Regions from separate parts of the Sus scrofa genome. Here region 2 is linked to region 1. Evidence: chromatin contacts called from public HiChIP or PLAC-seq data. All regions are on one chromosome and are shown on one strand. Each heading gives the region's core, a stretch centred on a gene start, on an enhancer-like site or on the middle of the called end of the contact. The rest is flanking DNA. Distances are from core to core; before and after follow the strand shown.

The links. HiChIP or PLAC-seq counts read pairs in DNA pulled down with a chosen protein or histone mark.
Region 2: a contact with region 1 is called in an H3K27ac HiChIP or PLAC-seq map of alveolar macrophages. The contact joins the enhancer-like site here to the promoter of BSCL2 in region 1. A contact is called at or near these places in 1 of 5 promoter capture datasets (fetal liver), 12 of 47 Hi-C or Micro-C datasets (alveolar macrophages, blood, embryonic fibroblasts and 8 more) and 2 of 2 datasets of contacts at active chromatin or transcription factors (alveolar macrophages and skeletal muscle).

Annotation. Positions count from the first base shown.
Region 1 is chr2:9,050,372-9,057,051 of Sscrofa11.1, forward strand. It overlaps BSCL2 (BSCL2, seipin lipid droplet biogenesis associated), which reads left to right and starts at 2,360. Exons shown (of 14, transcript NM_001348785.1): 1 at 2,360-2,439; 2 at 2,704-2,781; 3 at 4,623-4,841; 4 at 6,314-6,630. The coding sequence starts at 4,752. GNG3 (guanine nucleotide-binding protein G(I)/G(S)/G(O) subunit gamma-3) reads right to left here and starts at 4,699. Exons shown (of 3, transcript XM_013994205.2): 1 at 4,005-4,699; 2 at 3,512-3,611; 3 at 2,728-3,251. The coding sequence starts at 3,610. The coding sequence ends at 3,123.
Region 2 is chr2:9,288,838-9,295,517 of Sscrofa11.1, forward strand. No RefSeq gene overlaps it. Among named protein-coding and RNA genes, the nearest start is that of SCGB1A1, 10 kb to the right of the region's middle. Within about 2 kb of position 4,359, at least 37 of the 83 cell types and tissues checked have an H3K27ac peak or open chromatin away from gene starts, as enhancers often do. A contact at or near this core is called in alveolar macrophages, embryonic fibroblasts, fetal liver and 6 more, where this site is marked.

The DNA.
Region 1 (6,680 bases), core at 1,110-3,609:
ATTTGTCAGGTATTTGTTTATTAATTTATTTTGCTTTTTAGGGCTGCACCTGCGGCATATGGAGGTTCCCAGGCTAGGGGTCAAATTGGAGCTACAGCTGCCAGCCTACACCACAGCCACAGCAGCACAGTATCCAAGCTGCATCTATGACTTACACCACACACAGCTCATGGCAACGCCAGATTTTTAACCCACTGAGCGAGGCCAGGGATCAAACCCGCAACCTCATGGTTCCTAGTCGGATTCATTTCTGCTGTGCCACAACGGGAACTTCAATCATCAGGTATTTGAATGTCTGCTATATGCCAGACACTGACGGGATGCAGAGATTAAAGCAGACTTGGAGTTCCCGTTGTGTCTTAGCAAGTTAAGAACCTGACAGTGTCTGTGAGAATGCAGGTTTCATCCCTGACCTTGCTCAGTGGGTTAAAGATCCAGAATTGCCGCAAGCTGTGGTATAGGTCATATCACAGATGCAGCTCAGATCCGGCATGGCTGTGGCACAGGCCTGCAGCTGCAGTTCCAATTCAACCCCTGGCCCAGGAACTTCCATCCATGTGCTACAGGTGTGGCCATAAAAAGAAAAAACTAAACAAAAACAGACTTGCTTTGGAGTTCCCGTCGTGGCTTAGCATTAATGAACCTGACTAGCATCCATGAGGATGAAGGTTCAATCCCTGGCCTCGTTCAGTGGGTTAAGGATCTGATGTTGCCATGAACTGTGGCGTAGGTTGCAGATGAGGCTTGGATCCTGCCTTGCTGTGACGGCTACAGCTCCGATTGGACCCCTAGCCTGGGAACCTCCATGTGCGGTGGGTGTGGCCCTAAAAAGACCAAAAAAAAAAAAAAAAACCACCAAAAACCAGACTTGCTTTTGTTTCATCAGCACCAAGAAAGAACTAAGCAGACTCCTGAACAAAAGGAGGCCAAGTCCCTACTTCAGGAGGGCAGCCAGGTTACTTTCCCTGTTTCCTTCTCTCAGGGATGAGGGGATTAATTAAATATCCCCAGAACCCTTCTTTACAGAACAGATACTGACTCACAGACTGAAAAACTTATGGTTTCCAAAGGAGACAGTTTGGGGGGGGGGGAGATGCGCTGGGGTTGTGGGATGGAAATCCTGTAAAATTGGATTGTGATGATCATTGTACAACTATAAATGTAATAAATTCATTAATAAAAAATATATATATCCCCATAACCTAGGAGGGCTCAAGAATGCATCAACACCTGGACAGGTGCTATTCCTGAAGGTGCCCCAAGTTCACTGGGCACCCCTGGGGCCTGCGGAGACATCTTAGGAAACTAAGTTCAGTTCCTTAGGTTTCCTGTCTGTTCCCCTCCCCCTGCTGTCTTCCTGCGTGAACGCGTGGGGAAGCTGGGGTGACCTGCTATCTCTCATACAGGTCACCCCCTCTCACCGCAAGGCAGCCCCCTTCTCCCAAGTGTGTCCCGGGACAAAGCACGAACTGACCTAGGCTTCCCCTCCCTCCCCCAAGGATGCACCCCTGAATTGAGGGGTGGGGGAGGAATCTGACCATCCGCGAGGAGCAGACATTCTGAGACTCGCACGGTCTCTGCCTTGGCCCCGGTCCCACTTCCATATCTGTCTTTCCCTTGGAAGGAAGAGGCTTCTAGAAAGGCATTTTGGCTCTTACAAAACCTCCGCTAAGTTTGCGTCCAAAATTTGAGTCCCGCAGACACTCGTGAGACGCTGAACCTCCGACCCGGCAGCTCGCTGGGCCGCTCCGAGGGGTGGCGGGCACACGCGGGCGGGGACATTGCTCCTGGCGGGTGGGCCTGAATAATGGGAAGTGGGGAACAGCACGCCCCAGTTCCACCAGGAAGCCCAGACTGAACAATTTGGGGCTTAACCAACCCCTAGGGAGGCGACCGAGAAGCAGCGCGCTGAAATACACGGCGCCGGGCGTTGTCCTCACACGTTTCCGCTCCAACGGGACCGTCTGTTAGGCAGACTGTGGAAACCTATGCCTACTGCCAGCGTGCTTGCTGGGGTCCCCTTGTCCCTTAATCCTTGGCTTATAGCCGCCGCACGCCTTCACCTGAATCGAGTGGACGTCGGCCTCCAGCCTCCAGAGTGGGCAGGAGTGGGAATCCAGTTGGCGACAGCAGGGGCAGCCATTTTGAGGTAGATGAACACGGAAGGGACCATATTGAGCACGCTGAGCGCCTAGGACCGCCATTTTAAGTATGGGCCCAGAGAAGCCGTGTACGGTGAAACGCTGTGACGTGCGGCCGCCATATTGGCGCAGGTTCCCCTGGCAGCGGCCATCTTGGAAGGAGACTTGCTCTGGGCGCGGCCATGTTAGAAATAAAACCGGCCCCTTCGCTGGGACTGAAACCAAGCTCCTCCCCTTTCACTGGGTTCCTTCTGTCTACGACTCCCCTCCGGCTCCCTCCCTAAATCTACCCCGTTTGGTCTGTTTTCATTTTCATTTTCTTCATTGCCTGTGTGTGTGTGTGTGTGTGTGTGTGTTTGCGCGCGCTCTCCATCGCCTGAGTGTCTGTTGTAACTTAATTCTTCCACTTAAGACACGTGCCGTGCCCGCCATCCGTTTCCCCCTCCCCTTAACGTCGCAGGATCTCTGATCCTAGACAATGTCTAACCTGCTTTGACTGACCCTGGTTATGACACGCCTTTCTAACCACCAAAACTATTGACTGATGATCTTCTCCCCCAAGAACGCTAACACAGAAGCTGCCCTCTGAGACTCTGGATGACTTTATTCTTCAAAAGGCTTTACCTTCCAGCAGCTCCAGGTGAGACTGACAGCAGGCACCCACTCCATCCCTCTCTCCATTGTCTGAGCAGGTCACAGAGGGAAGCAGGCGGGACCCCGGCAGAGTCTGACAGCCCTTCTGTGGGAGGAGCTAAAGGTGCCCCGAGTCACGGGGAGCTTTGGGTCGGCCAGAGTGGGCGAAGAAATGGGGTCAGCAAATAGGTGAGAGAAGGTCTTGTGCTTCAGATAACTTCACAGGGTTGGGCAAGGGCTAGAGATGAGATGCGGGGACCCTCAGGGGCTCAGGACAATTCCTGACCTAAGTAAGAAAAGGCCAGGGAGTGGGAGAGGTGAAGAGTTGTGAGGAGGGGACAGGGCAGCTCAGAGGAGGGCACAGAAGAATTTCTTCTCCCTGAAAGGGTTCTCCGAAGTGGGCACAGGGGTGATGAGGGGATCCTCACAGGCGTGGGCATCACAGTAAGTCATCAAGTCTGCTGCTGCCTTGGACACCTGGGGCACAGCCAGGAGGACAATTGTTAGCCAGAAACCCTGGACTGCAGTCTCCCTCTCCAAATAGGTTTTCTTTTGCCATCGCTAGGGCTCCTTAGGACAGTTTTCTCTTCCCGCGTCACCCACGGAGGCTTGGGGTCAGCTCTCCTTACCGATCCCAGGACTCCTCCTCTGATCTCAAGAAAAGAAAGCATCTCTCATCCTGAGGTTTGGCAGTCTACAGTACAGCCCTGCCAACTGGGATCTAGGGCCCCACCCACCTTTATCCTGCACAAACTAGCTTCAATCTTAAGCTGTTCCACCATCTTGCGGGCTTGCCCAATGCTCATAGTGCTGTTCACAGGGGTCTCCCCTTTCATCCTGGAAAAGAGAGACAGCTCAGAGCATGATAGGGGGCCCTGCACAGTCTCAGCTGAAGGCCCCCCGCTCATCAGCCTTTACGAGGCTGGGTCATATGCTCCCGTATTTTACTTCCCTCTTATCCCCAACCTCCAGTGGTCTTTCCCACCCCTGTCTTCCAAAGCTGAGGAAATGGAGAGGTGGGACGAGAAGCTCCCCAAACTCCTACATGGCCTGGGCCTCAGATCATTAAACGTACTAATGATTCAAGGCTTACAGCTCTCAAGCTCTGTGTGTTGCCAGCTTGGAAAACCCCAGCTAGAAACAGGAGCCCCGCCCTGATGAGGAGAGCACATAACCCCCACCCGCCCCCGTGAGCCCCAAAGGGAGAAAAGCAGGATGTTCCCTACTCACCTGAGGCCACAGGCAGTGTCAGTCCTGGGGAGTGGGATCTGGGGTGCACCAAAACCTTCTGCCTGAGATGGGTGCCCCACCTTGCAGGGAGTTGCAGCTGAGAGTATCTGACGCAGCAGCCAAAGCAACTAATACAGAGAAGGCCACGGGGGAGGGGAGGGTCAGAGGCTGGTGGAGGACTGACTGGTCCCCGTTTCTCCAGCTCAAGCACTGCCCAAATACCTGAAGGATGAAGGATGCTAGAAGGAGCTGCTCAGATCCTGGCGCATACCAATCGTCTGGCCAGTGGGGGAGCCTAGCTGCTCTGCCTGCAGCCCCTGTGCACACCCCCATCGTTACTGTCTCACAACCTGCCCTTCCCCCATTGCAGGCATCCTGAGTCTGGGCTAGAGCCCTCCCCAAAGGAGCTGAAAGTAACTGAGTCCCAGGCAGACTCCCCCCCTCAAATGGGGTGGTCTGGACCTGTGACAGCCCCTGCATTGGAGTCAGTACTGGCTGCCGGGAGACCCTGCTCATTTGAAAATCTGACATCAGCTGGGCAGTCACCCCCCCCACTCCACCCCTCCTCCCTCTACTCTGACACAGCATTTAGCACCTGACTCTTCGTTTCTCTCCCAGGGACCCTCCATTCCCAATTTCCAGGAAAATGTGATGAGCTACAGGTATCAACTTCTAGATCACCACTTAATGACCTAGCTACAAGTGACTGGCGTGGAAAATCTAGGGGCAGCGAGGTCCATCAGGAAGATGTCTAAAGAAATGGCAGACCAAAAAGAAGGAGAAGCTAAGGAAAAAGAGGTGTGCAGAGACCAGATCAAAGAATCGGACAAAGAAGAGGTAGGGGAGAGTTCAGTGGGTGTTTCTGGAAATAGATGGGCTTCCTGGGGGTGGGTGTGTATTGGTCGGGAGATTGCGTTGTGCTTAGTGCTGTGAGGAATGCAAAGATGTACACAACACTGACCCTACCCTCGAAGGATCTTTTTTGGGGTGAATGGACATATATAGAATAGAGGGTGCCACTCGCCAAGACTAGTCTAGATAATGCGCTGCGGGAACTCTGTGGGAAAGTCTGGTTAGGGTCAGAGGAGGTCGATTACGCATCAAAAAAACTGGAGACCAAACACGGACCTGAAATGCTACCACTCTTGTAAAACAGGGGACAGCCAGCCCGCCAGCGCAACGCGCAAGATGCGCAGGTCACCACAGATCACAACGTTCTCGGGGCGCATGCTCTCTGCTTCGAATGCCTACAGGTCCAAGGAGGTGGATGCCCACCTCTCCCCCTTTTCGGGGTTTAAATAGTGGGTAGTGAACGTTTGGGCGGAGGGCCGTGATTGCGGCCTCGAGAGGCGGGCCGAGAGGGATGCTGCTGACTCATAGCTTGTCTGGGGCAAATTTTGGGGCTTGGAAGGAGGCGCCTGTCCCCTTTGGTGCTGGTAACGGGTGGGTAACGGACCACTGGGAGTGACAGTGCCGAGCTCGAGGAGGTGGGAACCAGGCGGCCCGGAAGGCCCCACCCCTTGCTCTGGGCCCCGCCCCTTGACGAGGCCCCGCCCCCCAGTGCTACAAAGGCAGCCGGCGGAAGGGGGCGGGGCTTCCCCGAGAGGCGGAAGTGCCTTCTCGCGGTTTCCCTGGCAGCGCGCTGCTGGTGAGTCTGCGGAGCTGCGGCGGCCGGCGGGCTGCTTTCTGTGGTGGTGTGGTTGGATGGGGGCACCGGGCCCCGCGCCCACTGCCAAACCGGAGGGGCCTGGCAGGGAGCGGCCGTTGGCTGCTGGATGTCCTGCCCGGTGTGGGGCGTGGCGCGGTCTGAGAGCGAGCGTAGTTGCAGGCGGAGAAGAGAAACTCGGGAGGCCACTGTGGCTGCGCTGAGGCTGCTCGCTCTGAGTCCCGCTGTGCGACCTTAGGCAAGTCCCACATTCTTCTTGCAACCACCTCGGAGTGGGGAATCAGTGTCATCATGTGTTTAAAACCGCCTTTTTTTAAAGAGAACTTTAAGGTGCGCCTCCTCTGTATGTCATGTATTGCTGCGAATGAGTATCAAGGTGTTCCCGTCCCAGAATCAGGTGACCAGAGAACGAGTTCAATTGAGGAACTCTAGCACCGGTGGCAGAGAGAGAAAGCACCTGTGGAGGAAAGGAAGGGATGGTTGGCTGAGAAAGGCAGTCAATTGGAAAAAAGCCATATGAAACAAAGACTTTGCCATGTCTTGGTGTCTCCAGTTCCTCAAAGACAGTCCTAAGCTTGTCCTTTTTTTCCCCCACCTCCTTGATGAAAGGAGCCATTCTTTCCCCCTCTCTGTCTTCTTCCAGGAACCACCAGCTGCTGCATCCCATGGCCAGGGGTGGCGTCCAGGTGGCAGAGCACCTAGGAACTCAAGGCCTGAACCCGGGGTCAGACCCCCTGCACTCCCTAACATGGTCAATGACCCACCAGTACCCGCCTTACTGTGGGCTCAGGAGATGGGCCACGTCCTGGCAGGCCGTGCCCGCAAGCTGTTGCTGCAGTTTGGGGTGCTCTTCTGTACCATCCTCCTCCTGCTCTGGGTGTCTGTCTTCCTCTACGGCTCCTTCTACTATTCCTACATGCCGACAGTCAGCCACCTCAGCCCCGTGCATTTCTACTACAGGTGAGAGGGGGCCTCTATCACAGTAGCAGAATCCTGAGAGGGAATGGCTG
Region 2 (6,680 bases), core at 3,109-5,608, 240 kb after region 1:
TTCCCGTCGTGGCACAGCAGAAATGAACCTGACTAGGAACCATGAGGATGCGGGTTCAATCCCTGGCCTCGCTCAGTGGGTTGGGGATCTGGCGTTGCCGTGAGCTGTGGTGTAGGTTGCAGACGCGGCTCAGATCTGGCGTTGCTGAGGCTCTGGTGGAGGCTGGCAGCTACAGCTCTGATTGGACCCCCAGCCTGGGAACTTCCACATGTCCTGGGTGTGGCCCTGAAAAGACAAAAAAAAAAAAAAAAAAAGGAAGAAAGAAAGAAAAAGCAACAGGCAATAAATCTATGCGGTTCTGACCTCCAGACTATACTGTGTACCTTCCCAAAGTCACCTGAGGCCCCACGCTCCATCCTCCATACCCAATGCAGTGTTTGGGACATACTTAAAAAAAAAAAGATTCCTTATTTATCTAAAATTCAAAATTAATCCAGCATCTGGTATTATCATCTGCTAAACTGGCAACTTTAAGATTCCTTCAAGACCCAGGTTTCGGGCTCCCCCACCCCCACTGCCTGTCATGCCCAAGGACCCGGGACTCTCGCTGCCACCCCCACCACCCATCACACCTAATCCAGGCTCTGTCATGGGCTTATGTCACTGAGGCATGTTCGCTCGTATCTGTTTCATTCTCTAGCAAGGGAGCCCCACGGAGGCATGATCCAAACACTTGCTCTCTTGCCTCTCAATGAAGGACAATTAAAATATCCAGTAAGCAGCAGGCAAACACATTGCTCAGCTGTGAGTCCGAGCTCCCTCTTAGCAGGCTGAGACTTTCGAGTCTCTCGGGGATAAGTTGAGACCCGTGTGGAACCTGAGATGGTGGATTAAGTGTGTTGCAGGACTAGAGAACCTTTTTTTTTTTTGCCATGTCTTGGGCCGCTCCCGCGGCATATGGAGGTTCCCAGGCTAGGGGTCTAATCAGAGCTGTAGCCGCCAGCCTACACCAAAGCCACAGCCACACGGGATCCGAACCACGTCTGTGACCTACACCACAGCTCATGGCAACACTGGATCCTTAACCCACTGAGCAAGGCCAGGGATCGAACCCGCAACCTCATGGTTCCTAGTCGGATTCGTTAACCACTGAGCCACGACGGGAACTGCTGTGAGTTTTCTTTTTAAGCCATTAAGTTCGTGGTAACTTGTTAGGACAGCCATAGGCAACTAGGTTAGTGGCTATTTGCAATACCTGAGGCCACAGGTGCTGAAAGCCTGGTGTGGGAACAGGAGGAGAGAGCACGTAAATATATATATTCGAGGTAAATTGTGAAGAAGATGGACTCAGAGACAGATGGACACATAGGGTCAGAGCTCAGGTCTTCCTCCTGCCCCAGTGCCCTGGGGCCTGGTCCTCGTCTCTCCTCTCCCAGGAAGACTCCCACCCATATCTCCATCCTGTCCTGGGGCTGAGGGACGATCCGCTTCTGTCACCAGGGCCATAGGTGGGAATTCTAAAGGACGTTTCCTAGACACATGCCTTGGGGAGTTCCCATCGTGCTGCAGCGGAAACAAATCTGACGCGGAACCATGAGGTTGCAGGGTCGATCCCTGGCCTTGCTCAGTGGGTTAAGGGTCCGGCGTTGCCGTGAGCTGTGGTGTAGGTCGCAGACCCGGCTCGGATCCTGTGTTGCTGTGGCTCTGGCGTAGGCCGGTGGCTACAGCTCCGATTCGACCCCTAGCCTGGGAACCTCCATATGCCGCAGGTGCAGCCCTAAAAAAAAAAAAAAAAAAAAAAAAAAAAAAGACCAGGGGTCATAGCTACACGCCTTGAAGTTACCCAGGATGCTTGGAGGCTGCAGGCACATAACTTCAGATATTTCAGAAGTTAACTAGACTTTTTGTCATGGGCTAGGAATCCATTCACTTGGTGGGGGACAAAACTGAATTCTAAACCCCTGGTTTATCCATCCTGATGCTGGCCACTGTGCGTGCTTTGCTGGCTCCAGAGTTTTCAGATTTATTTATTTGTGCATGTCCTATATCATTTTATAATTTTAGTTTGCTCATGGAAATATGTTGGGTGTCTGACGCCTCGTGATTCACCCTCGCATGGTCTCCGTGTGCCCACTGGTGTGCTCTGTAAGCGCTTGGGAAGAAGGTTCCCTAATTACACGTTGCAGGCTGCCCCGTCATCATCCATCAAGGTTTTCTTTATCATCTATCTGAAGTCATTCTGTGCAGCTATCACCCCACAAATCCCCTGGCTCCTGCAAATAGCACCCTTGCATCAGCCATAAATTAGGCATAATTTTATCCACATCAGCTTGATAAAGTTGATGAGGGCTGGTTTTGCTTCCTCTTCCTGCCTCATGAATCATTTATAGATTTTTTTTTTCTGCCAGGCTAACCTCCCCCGGCTCACGTGCGGAGGTTACCAGACCGCGCTCACCAGCCCCCCGCCCCGAGCCATCTGTTTAGGTGACACGTTGGCACCGCCGCAAGTGCCAGCCCTTGGATTTTGTGGCATGATGGCAACGTTTGATCATGACCGCTCCTCTGTAGCTTTCTTCAAAGAGTAAATGCTCCTTTGGTGGCAGGGGGTGGGGCTAATGTGCGTTTCAAAGGCAGATTTCACCCAGGGTCAAGGTTTAGCTGACAATATATCAAGAAATGGGATCTTTCCCCTGGGCTTCTCAGAGCGACAATGCTAAAAGTAATACAGGGCTAAAAAAATACGTTTCTTGCTTTTATTTTTAACATTTTATTTGTTTTTTTTTTGGCCACCCTGCAGCGTACAGCAGTTCCCCAGGCCAGGGATCGAACCTGTGCCACAGCAGGGACAGCATCAGATCCTTAACCTGCTGGGCCACCAGGGAGCTCCTAGATTTCTCGTTTTCCATCTTTTAGCCACATTGAGATATGTTTTAAGCTTTTTTCTTTACATGGTTGGTGTGTAACCCTTCTCAAAAGCAGGAAGCTGATCTCCATAAGCTTTGCCTCCTTGCGTCTTAGAGTTTGGCATATTCATAGTGAAAAGGGGTGATTATATAATTATATATTCATACGATCCAAAGCTGGACGAACATTTTCTCTTCCTCCCTCTCCTCCTCCAAATGTAAAAATCACTCTTAGCTGGAGGTCGGTTCAAAAATAAGCCGTGGCCTGAGCGTGGCCTGCCAGCCATCGTTTGCAGACTCGTGCTATAATGTATGGTTAATTAAGCACGTGCAGACAGAGACAAAGCCAATGACCATGGCTTTGTTTCTCTAATTTCCTTCTGCTTTCCGGCGGCCTGCGTCGCACAGACCCGTGCTCTTTCTGTGGCTGGGATCAGTTCATCTGGCATTCTGCTCTTTTAAAACTCAATGTCCACTCCTGTGGGCTGACAGCTCACATTTTTTGGGTCACTGACATGTGCAGGTCCTTGGAAGTGGAGACTCCCCGCCATATAATTGGACTTCCTTTTATCCCCAGATACCTGCTGTGTTTGCCCTAGGTAAATATTTCCCCAGATGTGAATAGGTAATTAAAATTCTGAACCTTTCATGGCCCTGGATCCTTATCTGTTTCAACAGTACTCACCTAGATGGATGGCTCAGCGGAGGCAAAGGTATGTGAGTTAAGGAAGACCTGGATGCAGTGAGGGGGTGGGGAAGGTGGGGGAGGCAGGGGGCCCCCCACTCGGGGCCCCACCCTCTGCCAAGAATCTCCTCTGGAATTGTCAGTCCCCCTAACCTGCTCTGGGAATTTTTACAATCAAAGGCCCTCCTATGTGGCAGACAATAAAGGGGTGTGATGGCTTTACTGTGTGTGTGTGTGTTTTGGGGGTGGGGGGACATTTCTCATCAGTGTCACTTTAGCCATTGGCTCCGGAAATTCCTGCCTCTGAGATCCTACTCTCTGCAGATCAGGGGGTGGGGTCTGGGCTCTGGAATCTGGGTGGTGTGAGGACTAAAGGAGAAATTGCAAAAATGCCTGCCAGCGAGTAAGCAATCAATAAAGGTTAGGTTATGGTTTCTGCTTTCAGACTTTAAAGATGGGCCGGATGGAGGTCAAAGGTCAGCTCACCAGCACCCCTTGGTCCTCTCTACCTTCCGGCCCTTCTCAGGTTCTAGCTTCTGCTGGACTCGCCCCTGGAGCTGTCTGGGAGTGGAATTTTTACTAATTCTCAAAGTGCTGACACATCACTGGCAGGGTTCAGCTGGCAGCAGCTTTGTTTGTGTGACTGCCTCTGTGTTTCCTCAGAGTTCGATGAAAAAAATAACCCTCAAAAATCAAATTAAAGCAATCGTAGATGATAAAAGATCCCTAGGAAGGAACTGTGTTTCATCATCTGTCCGGCAAAGTGAGCCGCAGGCTTTGGAAGCCCCGAGCCGGGCCAGCGCGTCGGCTCCCGGGAACCTTGGTCGACACTGCCCCCTCGTGGCCGCAGCGGCACCTGCCGCTGAGGGCGGGGAAGGCGCGTCCCCGCCGGACCACGTTGCTTCTTGGAAAAACCCGGGCGGAAGAGGTTTTTCTCTCTCTCTTCAGCCGCGTTTTCCGGTACCCTCTGCCACCGAGGCCCTTTCCATTCCCGCTTCCCCCGTGCGCGTCCTCCACTTTCTTTCAGTTGCTGGGGATGGTGTGGTCCGATCAGGCACGGATTGCTGTGGGACAGTTTGTTTGTTTGTTTGTTTGTTTGTTGTTGAGGGGTATTTATACCCACATGGGATTGCATCTTTAGGACGAGCTCTAGTCTGCACATTTTGTTCTGGGGCGAATTTCGACACCAATCATCAATACTTTTTGAGCAGCTGATGCTGTGTAGCCTGTGCAAAGGCCCTGAGGTAGGAAAGGGGCTTGGCTTTTTAAAAAAAGAATTGAAGACTGGACCATTGGGGAGAGGGGAGGGGGTCCTGGACTGAGCTGAGGGAGTGAGCAACGGGAAGGAGGAGGGCGGGAGATGAGAGCCAGAGATGGAGTTTCCCAGAAGAGTGTCAGGAAGCTGTGAAGGGTTTTACTTGGTTCAGGAGCAGGAGTGGTGGTGAAAGGGGATTTTTTTTGTTTTTTTTTTTTTAACACCCGCACCTGCCGCATGTGAAAGTTCCTGGGCCAGGGGTTGAATTGGAGCTGCAGCTGTGGCCTGTGCTGCAGCCGGAGCAACACAGGATCCAGGCTGCCTCTGTAACATACACCACAGCTTGCTGCAACACTGGGTCCTTAACCCCCTGAGCGAGACCAGGGATCGAACCTGCATCCTCATGGAGACAATGTCAGGTCCTTAACCCGCTGAGCCACAACGGGAACTCCAGGGGGATTTTCATTAGTTACAAAATTACTTTGGCCTTAGTGTGGAGAGTGGACTGCAGGGGTGCTAGAGCGTGAGACGGGAGCCAGGTAGGAGGTCCTCTGGGTGTGCAGGTGAGGCGTGAGTGGTGTGGCCCAGGGCAGCCTGGTGGACCTGGAGGCAGTTCCTGGGGGTGCTTGGGAGGTGGCCTTGCTTGGCTGGAAGTGAGAGTGCTGGAGAGGAAAGGGCCGGGTGCACCCCTTGGGCCAGAGCAGTGGGAGGCTAGAGACAGAATTTGCAGAGACTGGAAAAAGACGAGGCAGGGGGAATCAGACTTCTCTTGGACAAGGGGCGTTTGAGATGTTGATGGATGGTCAGATGCGAAGGGATGAGGTCTGGGCTCTTTTGGTGGCAGGTGATAGAAACCGAGAGGTGAGCTTCTTTAGAAGTTTCTGAATTTTCTCCCAAAGTCCAAGGGCAGGGCTCTGTGGGGCCTCCGGGAGGGAGGGGCGCGGGAAGAAGCCCAGGCACCCTCCCCACGGTCTCCTCTGTGCATCTGCCTGACCTGCCTTCTTGCTTCATCTTCTGCCCGCGGTGCTGTGTCCACCTCCCCCTGTCTCCTCTGATCCCTCTTGCATCCCTTCCGTCACTGCTCAGATCCTGAGCCAGGGAACTCTTGTCTTTTTTTTTTTTTTTTGCTATTTCTTTGGGCCGCTCCCGCGGCATATGGAGGTTCCCAGGCTAGGGGTCCAATTGGAGCTGTAGCCCCTGGCCTACGCCAGAGCCACAGCAACGCGGGATCCAAGCCGCGTCTGCAACCTACACCACAGCTCACGGCAACGCCGGACGCTTAACCCACTGAGCAAGGCCAGGGACTGAACCCGCAACCTCATGGTTCCTAGTTGAATTCGTTAACCACTGCGCCATGACGGGAACTCCAAGCCAGGGAACTCTTGAGCTGACCAGGGCATGCTGCTCTTGCTCTCCTCACTCCCTGTAGTTCTTTTACGCTTTTAGCACAGTTTTATCTCTCTGTCTCTTTGTTTATTTGGTTTTTTAATTTCATATCTTTTTTTTTTTTTTTTTTTTTTTTATGGCCGCAACCAAGGCAGATGGAGGTTCCCTGGGCCAGGGATAGAATGTAAACTGTAGCCACTGCAGCCATGTGGACTCTTGAACCCACTGCGCCGGGCTGGGGATGGAACCCTTGCCTCCACAGCGACCAGAGCCCCTGTGTTTGGGGGCTCCTTAGCCCACTGTGCCACAGCGGGAACTCCTTTGTTTACTTGTTTATTTGGAGGGACCTGATGGAGCTTGGCAGCTCCCTGAGAGCAGAGGCCCCTCTTGGCTGCACTCTGCTGTGCTTTGGTCTTTGTGTGGTTCTGGTGCAGAGCAGGTGCTTCACGCGTGTTTGTTACATTATGAAATCTGCTCCCCTAGCTTCCTCAGACTGCTCAGCACCGCTGTG